2 separate regions of the Sus scrofa genome follow, and region 2 is linked to region 1. The links are chromatin contacts, called in public HiChIP or PLAC-seq maps. All regions are on one chromosome and are shown on one strand. Each heading gives the region's core, a stretch centred on a gene start, on an enhancer-like site or on the middle of the called end of the contact. The rest is flanking DNA. Distances are from core to core; before and after follow the strand shown.

Region 1 (4,445 bases), core at 1,445-3,944:
GTAATAATACAATGTCAATTTGTGTTGTTTTCTCTGGGGCATCCAGCTGGGGATTTATGGGACAGATTGAGGGTTAAGGTTTTGACAGGCATCTGGGTCAGAGGCAACGGACATAGGGAGTTTGGATGTTGATAAACCATGCAGGTTAGGCTGGGAAAGGATGGAAGGAGGGTTGACAGAGAAAATGAAATATAAGCACAGATATAGAGCATATAAGGGCATACAGATACAAATGGGAAAAGATGCTACAGCCATAAACAGTGGAATCTAATTTTCTGCTGTAGTTAATGTCTTTATGGATGATGACAAAACTCTAGAAAGTCTAGGCTGAGATTTCTGGATTTTTGATGTTCTGCCCTCCACTTCACAATGACCAGTAACAGACAACTGAATTTTGAAAAATCAGATCTACTCTTGTAACTGAGACAGTCTGTGTAAATACCATTAGTTTTTTTCCTAATTTTAATTCTAATATAACTATCAACTTGCCATATCTATAGTAAAATTATCCCCCAAATAAGCAATTATTTTATTGTAGATACCATCATCCTGCTCTTCTTTTACCTCACTTTTCTCTCTCCACATGGTCTATTCCATTCTTGGTTTATATACAGGTCCCTCTTTTCTTGTCTGGACTCCTAACAATGGTTCAGACATTTGTTGGGTAATTATCATTTGAAAGATATATTACTAGGACAATGTATAAATCATAATAGTCAAAACAACAGGGAATATTTATCAAGTGTTTACAATTCTGCTGGACATTTTACATGAATGAATCCATTTAATCTTCATGACACTCTATAAGCCAGATATTATCACTATTTTAAGGATGCAGAAACCATTTTAGTTAGGTTAAACAACTTACCTGAGTCCATACAGATAGTAAGCAGTGTGATGAGATATTTAAACCTAGTTCTTTCTGACTTAAGAGCTGAGCTCTCAGCCACTATGCTATCTATTGCCCTTTTCCCTGCCTCTGAAAAGATGTGGCCTGTGGAGTATGTGCATGCACAAATAATCAGTTTGATTTGGTAAGTGCCAATGAGAAAGGCTTTTTTCTCTCCTTTCTTCACTGACTCTCACTATTTAAAAAAAATCTATTTCCTAGCTCACTTTTATAGAAAGGAAAAACCCCTAAACTACTGAATATGCAATGTATTTTTTTTCAAATTGGTATGCATTTCCATATTAACAGGTATAGCCTTCACCCTCCAAATCAAAGTACCAGAATTTGCATCTACTTCCAATGCAATCTTTCCAGCATTATTTTTCACTTGAGGCAATTCAGACTTCCCATCCAATACATCACTGTCTCTAGATATTACCATAGCCTGTGGTCAGACACAAGTCTTATTATGGCCTCTACTGTCCCAAGCCATAAGAAAACCAAATGGCTTTTCCCTCTGACAACTAGGCCAGTAGTTGCTGCAAGACCCTTATTTGTGATCATGTATGAACTCCCTCTCATTCGAGCATTATTATCTGAAGAATCCAACTCAGAGACATCCAAGTTTGGCTAATAGTTCAGTGTTGGGAAACACCAGGAGTCCCTGGCTCCTGTGGAGGGATGAATGAAGGGAGGGAGAAGCACCAGGAGATTTGGGTTCTACCCTAGACAGTGTCACTTACCGTACAAGTGGAAACGAATCACTTCTAAGCCTGTGAAAGTGAACTAACCTAACCAAGTGCACTGCTAGGTTGCTCTCATCTCTTGAAGTTGTACCTACAAACACAATCAAATGATCTGTGTTCAAATCCTGATTATGCTACTTATGAACTACTGCGTACAGCTTTGGGCCAAGTGCATAATCTCCTTGATTTAATCACTCATTTGATGACAGTATCTACTAACCACTTTTCCTTATTAATTTTTTTTTTTCCTCACCCGCACATGCGTAAGATCCCCGGCCAGGGATCAAACCTGTGCCGCAACAGTGACAACGCCAGATCCTTAACCAGCTGAACCACCAGGGAGCACCCCTTTCCCTTTTTTTTTTTTCCCCTCTCATTTTTTTTAGGGCCGCACCTGCGGCATATGTAAATTCTCAGGGGTCTAATCGGAACTGCTGCAGGCCAACCACAGCAACGCCAGATCCGCCAGATCCTAGCCGCATCTGCGACCTACACACTACAGCGCGAGTAAATGCCAGATACTTTAAGACACTGCGTGAGGCCAGGGCTCGAACCCGCATCCTCATGTATACTAGCGGGTTTTTAACCAGCTGAGCCGCAACGGGAACTCCTCCTTTTCCCTTTCTAATGAAGCCTAAATTAGATAATACCTATAAGCATCCAACACAAAACCTGGAGCCTCATAATTAATGATCAAAAAATATCGATATCATTATTACTCTGAGACTCTATGACTTACCCTGCTCCATTGAAAGCCCCACGTCCTCTTTCCCTTGTCACCTTAAGCTTAGCACACGTCTCCAGAAATCCTCCATTCGCTCTTGCTCTTCGCCTGGAACCCCGACAGTTTTCAAAAGTTTCGGGGACTCCATAGCAACCTCGGACTCCTCCAAACCACTGCGCTCCCACTGCTTACGAACTCGAGGTCCGACTAGGCACCAACTCCGCGAAAAATAGTTCCGGGTGGAACCCGGCGTCCTCTCGCAGTTCCAGCCCCAGCCGCCTTGAGTCTATTGAGCCCAACCGGCACCCGGCGCGGCTAGAGAGCAGGAAGTGGGCGGGGCGGAACGGGGAGGGACTTACAGGAAGAGGCGGCATGTTTGAAAAGTAACAACGGTTGATGTTTGCAGATTTTTGGCTTCGCTTGTAACTGCTCCACGGACTCGCCGTCTTCCTGTGGGCGGCTGGTGCGGCAGGTGAGCGCTAACAGACACGCGCGGGAGGAGAAAGGGAGACTAAGTGCGCCCTCTCGCTCTGGAGCCACCGGCCGGAGTCAGAACGCGGGGCCTGGCAGTGTTTTCGTTGGGCGCGGCGCGGGCGGGGGAGGCTAGAGAAGACAGGTCATTTTTTTGGATTTTAGTCCCCCAAACTAGCTCATTTCCTACCAAACGGATGGGTGTTGTCTGATACAGCATAAACTACGGAGAAGAAACTTGAACTGAAGCTGGTCAGTTGAAGCTTGCATTTATATGTTTTAAACCCATTTCTTTAAAAGGTGATGGGGTTGCAGATGTTGGTCAACTTTCTGCAAACCTCCGTTGCTCAAACGTCGCTTAACCAAAGTCAAAATCAGGAATCAAAAGGCAAAAATATACTTCATCCGAAAGTTAGAGGAAGAGAGCAGTGTACATATGCCATGCATGTATAGCATGATTATTCTTCCTGAATGAGTTCAGGAAACTTTACCTTATTGAGGTTAGGAGTCATTGTTTTTGTTTATTCTCTGCTTCCTGGGATTTTGATTTCCACGATCTAATTTATTTTAGCAAAACAATGTGTTTGAAATTTAACTGGTATTCATTCAAAACCTACTGTGCACAGGACTTCGGTGTTGCAAATAAATGAGAAACTGAGGGGTAACGAATGTAAAATGCCTGTTACTTGGCAGGCGGCCTGAGGATCACTTTACATTTATTAGGTCATTTATATATCTTTATCTAACCAAAGTGCCTCTCTCCTCCATTTTCCCCCTCTCTTCTCCTGTGTTTTTTTTTTTTTTTTTCCTCCCTCCCCCAAGAATGGATTGGAACTTCCCTTGATTCAACCTGTCAAAAGAAGCTAGAAATTGGATATGAAAGGTGGTTCCAAGAGGAAACATTGGAAGTTTGGGAAACGTCCTGGAGGAGACTAACTTGGAACAGAAAATTCATTAGGTTATTAAATTGTGGAAGGTTTTAGAAACCAAGCAGAAACATGTGAATTTGATGTGGCGAATAGGGCGAGTAATTATTTTTGTAAAGATGTTACATGATGCAGTGGTATTCTATATGGATTAATCTGAGAGGGTGTGAAGATTTTAGAAGAGAGGGATGTGCAATAATAATTTTGAAGATATTTTACACCTCTTTAATGTGATCATCTCTGATCCAGATATAGTATGTTTTGGAAAATTAACTTTCTGCCGCCTTTCTTTGGGCAAGGCTTTTTATCATTGATTTTTAAATCTCTCACCTAGATGAAAATGTAGATACGCATATTTATGCTGAAAAGGACATATAATATATGAGGTGTCAGAATCTGGGTTCAAAAAGATTGTGGCTATAGAAGGAAAACTTGGAATTATGAATTCAATAATAGGAAATGCAAGTCCTTGCTTAGGATTCAAGTAATCAGTTATGTAAGAAGAATATGGAGAAGTCTTGGCTTGACATCAGTGAGCTATGCTGAAGAAGTTCTGGGAGTTTTCACTCCATCATATATGTTTGTCAATAGCACTTGATCAACAGTGACTGTTGCCAGCTGTACTGATATTTTTCCCTGAACAGACTATATTCAGAGTATTGTGTTCAATCTGAGCATTACATTTTAAG
Region 2 (4,445 bases), core at 1,159-3,658, 140 kb before region 1:
TCCTCCCAAAACTTTGTTATTTATGACTTGAGGAAATATGACAGGATTCCACCACATATTAACATTTACACAACCTTTACCAAGTGGTCAGATCCAGGGAATTAGCCTGGGACGTAACTTTCCAGTATAGTGAGTCCATTTCCTGGGTGCTGGTTTCATTACCTTTGTTGAACTTCATGATACTATTTCAAGGCTTTTTTTTGTCGATGTATGCACTTTAAACAAAACTTCATACAATGGCTTTATACTCTATGGTCTGGGAGTTGTTTAAAGCTGTCCTTTCTCTCATCTGGATTTTGAATAGTCTCTCAAAGAGTCCCTTCCTAGGACCCTCTAATGCCACTCTCCTCCTTAACCTCTGGTTTTCTACTGTTCCATTCCTCAGAGATGCTCTCTGCTGAGTTCCCATTACCCTTTAGAAAGTCCTCTTGGGTCAGAGTCAAATCTACTCCAGGCCAAATGTCTCTGTCCTGCGAGGAACCTACACATCTTCTTTGCCTGATACCTTCCCCTGTCCACTCCACATCCTGGTAGAGGCGAGCTCCCAGGACAAAGTCCTGGTAAATCCCTACATCCTTCCTTGCCAAGTCTGCACAGAGCCTCGATATACCTCTCAACACACCTCTGCAGGCATCCACTGCCTAGGAAGCAGGTGAAACCCATCCGATCCTCTGATCTGGTGAGAATACTCTGAGGTGTGACCTACACTATAATCGCTAATGCGTGAGGTCACTTTTGACATCATGTGAAATAAAGTAGCAGCAGCCCTGCCGGAGAACAGAGTGAAATCACCTGTAAAACCACTTTAAAAATAAAAGGGATATAAGACAAATCCAAGTCAGATTGGTATAAAGGCATAATGTTGAAAAGTAGATTAGCACAAACCTCTTCTGGGAGAAACATAGTGAAACAATATTGATCGCTGATAAGTTTCATTACAGAATTTACAGTTTCAAGGCATGGGCTCTTGAGTTAAGATTACCTGGGGGTGGATCCTCACATCCCACATTACTGCAGTCACTTAGGCAAGTAATCTAACCTCTCCAGGCCTCAGTCTGCCACATCTGTTCAATGGGGGTACTAATGGAACCTACCTGACAGGGTTGTTATAAGGGTTACATAATTCATGTAAAGCTCTTATATAGAGTTGAACCATGAATGCTGACTTTCATCAGCATTACTCATACCCACTTTGAAATTAATCTTTATCATCATACCAAACCCAATTCAAATGTTGCCTCATATACAAGGCGGTATTTTCCTAGTACCTGCAACTTGCTGTTGAGGACTATTATCATTCTGAGGGGAACTCACTTTTCTCAGGTTTTTTTGTTGGGATTGTTGGCTTTTATGGCTGTCTTTCCCTGGAGGCTGTTAATTCTTTGACTTTGAGGTTTGACTTCAAGTTTTTACTGATCTTTGACCTTCTTTCAAAATCATCTCATCTTCCCTTGGGGGGTAGGGGGATGCACTGGGGGTTTGAGATGGAAATGCTATAAAATTTGGTTGTGATGATTGTTGTACACTATAAATGTAATAAAATTCATTAAGTAATAAAAAAATCATCCCACCTTCTAGTATAAATCTGTGAGCCTAACATTTAATAGAGGTTCAAATGGAGTTAAATAAAATCCATTAAAATAAACAATTCCTGGAGTTCCCACTGTGGCACAATGGGATCAGCCGCGTCTTGGGAACACTGGGACACAGGTTTGATCCCCAGCCCACCACAGTGGGTTAAGGATCCGGTGTTGAAAGAGCTGCGGCTCAGATCTGATTCCCTGCCCTGAGAACTCCATATGCCATGTGGTGGCTAAAAAGGAGAAAAGAGAAGAGAAGAAAAGAAAAGAGTTCTTACCAAGTTACAAAACTGAAAAACACAAAAATTAAAGAAAAATAAGAGTTCCCATTGTAGTGCAGTGGAAATGAATTCAACCAGTATCCATGAGGACTTGGGTTCAATCTCTGGCCTTGTTCAGTGGATTAAGGATCTGGCATTGCCATGAGCTGTGGTTTAGGTCACAGACACAGCTCGGATCCTATGTTGCAATGGCTATAGCATAGGCTGGCAGCCACAGCTCTGATTCAGCCTCTAGCCTGGGAGCTTCCATATGCCATGGATGAGAACTTAAAAAGCAAAAAGAAAACAAAAAAGAAAGAAGAAAAAGAAATTTACTGATTTACTGATTTTGCTATTGCTGTAGTATTTTATTTCACGGGCAAATTAACCTCTCTGTGTCTCAATTTCCTTTTCTGAAAAATATGGACTGTTATTGTACCTAAGTCTTAAAATCATTGCAGTCATTAAACTAAATATGTGCAAAGTGCATATATTATTGTAATGCCATGTAAGCTATGAATATGATGTAAGCTATTGCTTTTATTAGTATAGCTGTTTCTAGAAGGGAAATTGTGGTTACCAGTGAGTAAGATGATGATAAAGATGAGCCAGGAAAGAGAAGGGGGAAGATAGGAAACCAAAAAAAGAGAAGCAGAAGGAGAATGCAAAGTTAGAAACAAAAAGAGGAGCCCAGATCCAGGCTTTCCCTCCCCCATGCAGGAACCCATATCCCAGGGGAGTCTCAAGGAAATGTTCTGACCTTTTGGAGCTCCTGGGGCAAAGAGATTCACATAAAAACATTGCTGCAGCTGGGCTGTATTTCATTCTTCCTCTGCTCTTAGAGACAGTCACATGGAGGAGTTTAATGTCACCATCTTATTTAAACTCCCACATGCAATCTGTTTTGTGTTTAAAAAGCAACATACCAGTTATGTGCCCCATGGACCTACCAAAAGAAAACAGATGGTGCCACGTATAAAGCTGAAGACAAAGCGTAAGAAATTGATGTTCTTTCAGAACAGAGTCAAATACACTGGGTGATTCAAAATGATTTTTAATATGTTATTAGGGAATACCTATTAGGTGTTAACAGGTTGAATAGATTATTATTGTGTAATAAGATACAATAGAATATAATACGCATAAATAATACATGAATCACTATTCCATACATCTGAAACTAACACAATATTGTAAATCGACTATTCTTCAATTTAAAAAAAGATTTTTAAAAAATGAGGAAAGAAAAAGGAGTCATGTTATTTGGGAAATAAACGATTGAGTAGCAGCTTAACGGTCTTATTTTTCCAGAGGTTTGGTGCCAATTGATATCATTTCCACTAAAGAAAATGTATGAAAATGTGTATTTAAGGAATGCTTGGGGAACTGTATCAATTTAAGGAACTCTTAAGAAACTGTATCCTGCATTAGCACAAGAGAATGCCAAATGTTTCTCATAAATCAACAAGATGCTGCTCCTTGAGGTTAAGATGTTCAATTTATCAATTCAAACATATAAGAAGGGACCGTGAAGTTTTACATGCATGTTTTTCAAATTTATCTTTCTTCATTACCTGTTTTGCACCAATCCCAGCTAATGTCAGAACTATAATAATTCTGACTAAAGATGGCTAATTTTAGCCGATTCAAATAAGAATATCACATTAAGAACTGACTTGCCATAGTCTGGCTTAAAGTTATTCATGATGTGTTAAACCTGGTATTTGAAAAAATTGTTTCTTCAGGTTGACAGTGTTGGAGTAGAACTACATGGACATGTCTGTCATTCCACTAGCCCATCTCTAGGCACAGCCTGACAGAGAGAAGCAGAGATAAAATGGGAATGGAGAGACAAGCAGGGAGAGTCATAGAAGCAGACAGAAGTAGAGGGAGAAATGGAAAGTCAGAAGAGAGAGACAAAGACACAGAACAGAGAAAGGGAGAACAGAGGAAAGGAGAGGCTGTCTTATTTGCTAATGGTATCAACTCCCATAGGGCATGGCTCTCCTTTGTTTCCATGAGAGCTCTATATCCCTACCAGAAAGTCTCTTTTTTTTATTCAGGCTAGTTTGAATAGACACCCTTTCACAGAATTTTGACTAGAACAGATATCAAATGTTTTTCTATTTATTGCTTAGGGAAATTGCCCATCTGAAAAATATTTATTACTTAAGAGGAAAATTATGTGGAACTTAAGATTACATATACATACACACAGACACACATACCAGTGTATATATATTTAAAAAGTGTATATATATTTTAAAATTGTATATATATTTTAAAATTATATATAGTTACATATAATTTATATTATAATTTTAAAATGTCTAAATAAAATAGTGGGAATACCATATGTATATATTCACAAAAACATGCCATATATTTCCAATCTAAAAAGCAGAAAATATTACTGTGAAAAATCTCAAGCCACAAGCTCACACCTCTGTTTACAAGATAGAAGGTTTCAGTCCCTCAACAAATGCTAAGGTGTTGATACTAACTGCCTCTGGCTTAAATTCTACCTCTCTCCTTCTTATCCCAATAGCTGTCTATCTCTTAAAAGCCTGAAACATATAAAGCCTGTGTGGCTCTAAGGATTAGT

What was found. HiChIP or PLAC-seq counts read pairs in DNA pulled down with a chosen protein or histone mark.
Region 2: a contact with region 1 is called in an H3K27ac HiChIP or PLAC-seq map of alveolar macrophages. The contact joins the enhancer-like site here to the promoter of NUF2 in region 1. A contact is called at or near these places in 1 of 5 promoter capture datasets (liver), 6 of 47 Hi-C or Micro-C datasets (alveolar macrophages, embryonic fibroblasts, fibroblasts and 1 more) and 1 of 2 datasets of contacts at active chromatin or transcription factors (alveolar macrophages).

What each region holds. Positions count from the first base shown.
Region 1 is chr4:87,192,442-87,196,886 of Sscrofa11.1, reverse strand. NUF2 (kinetochore protein Nuf2) reads left to right here and starts at 2,694. Exons shown (of 14, transcript XM_005655379.3): 1 at 2,694-2,831. LOC100518120 (a long non-coding RNA gene) reads right to left here and starts at 2,581. Exons shown (of 2, transcript XR_001303421.2): 1 at 2,375-2,581.
Region 2 is chr4:87,327,469-87,331,913 of Sscrofa11.1, reverse strand. The region is part of intron 3 of RGS5 (regulator of G protein signaling 5); the gene reads right to left. Among named protein-coding and RNA genes, the nearest start is that of RGS5, 43 kb to the right of the region's middle. Within about 2 kb of position 2,408, at least 3 of the 83 cell types and tissues checked have an H3K27ac peak or open chromatin away from gene starts, as enhancers often do. A contact at or near this core is called in alveolar macrophages, where this site is marked.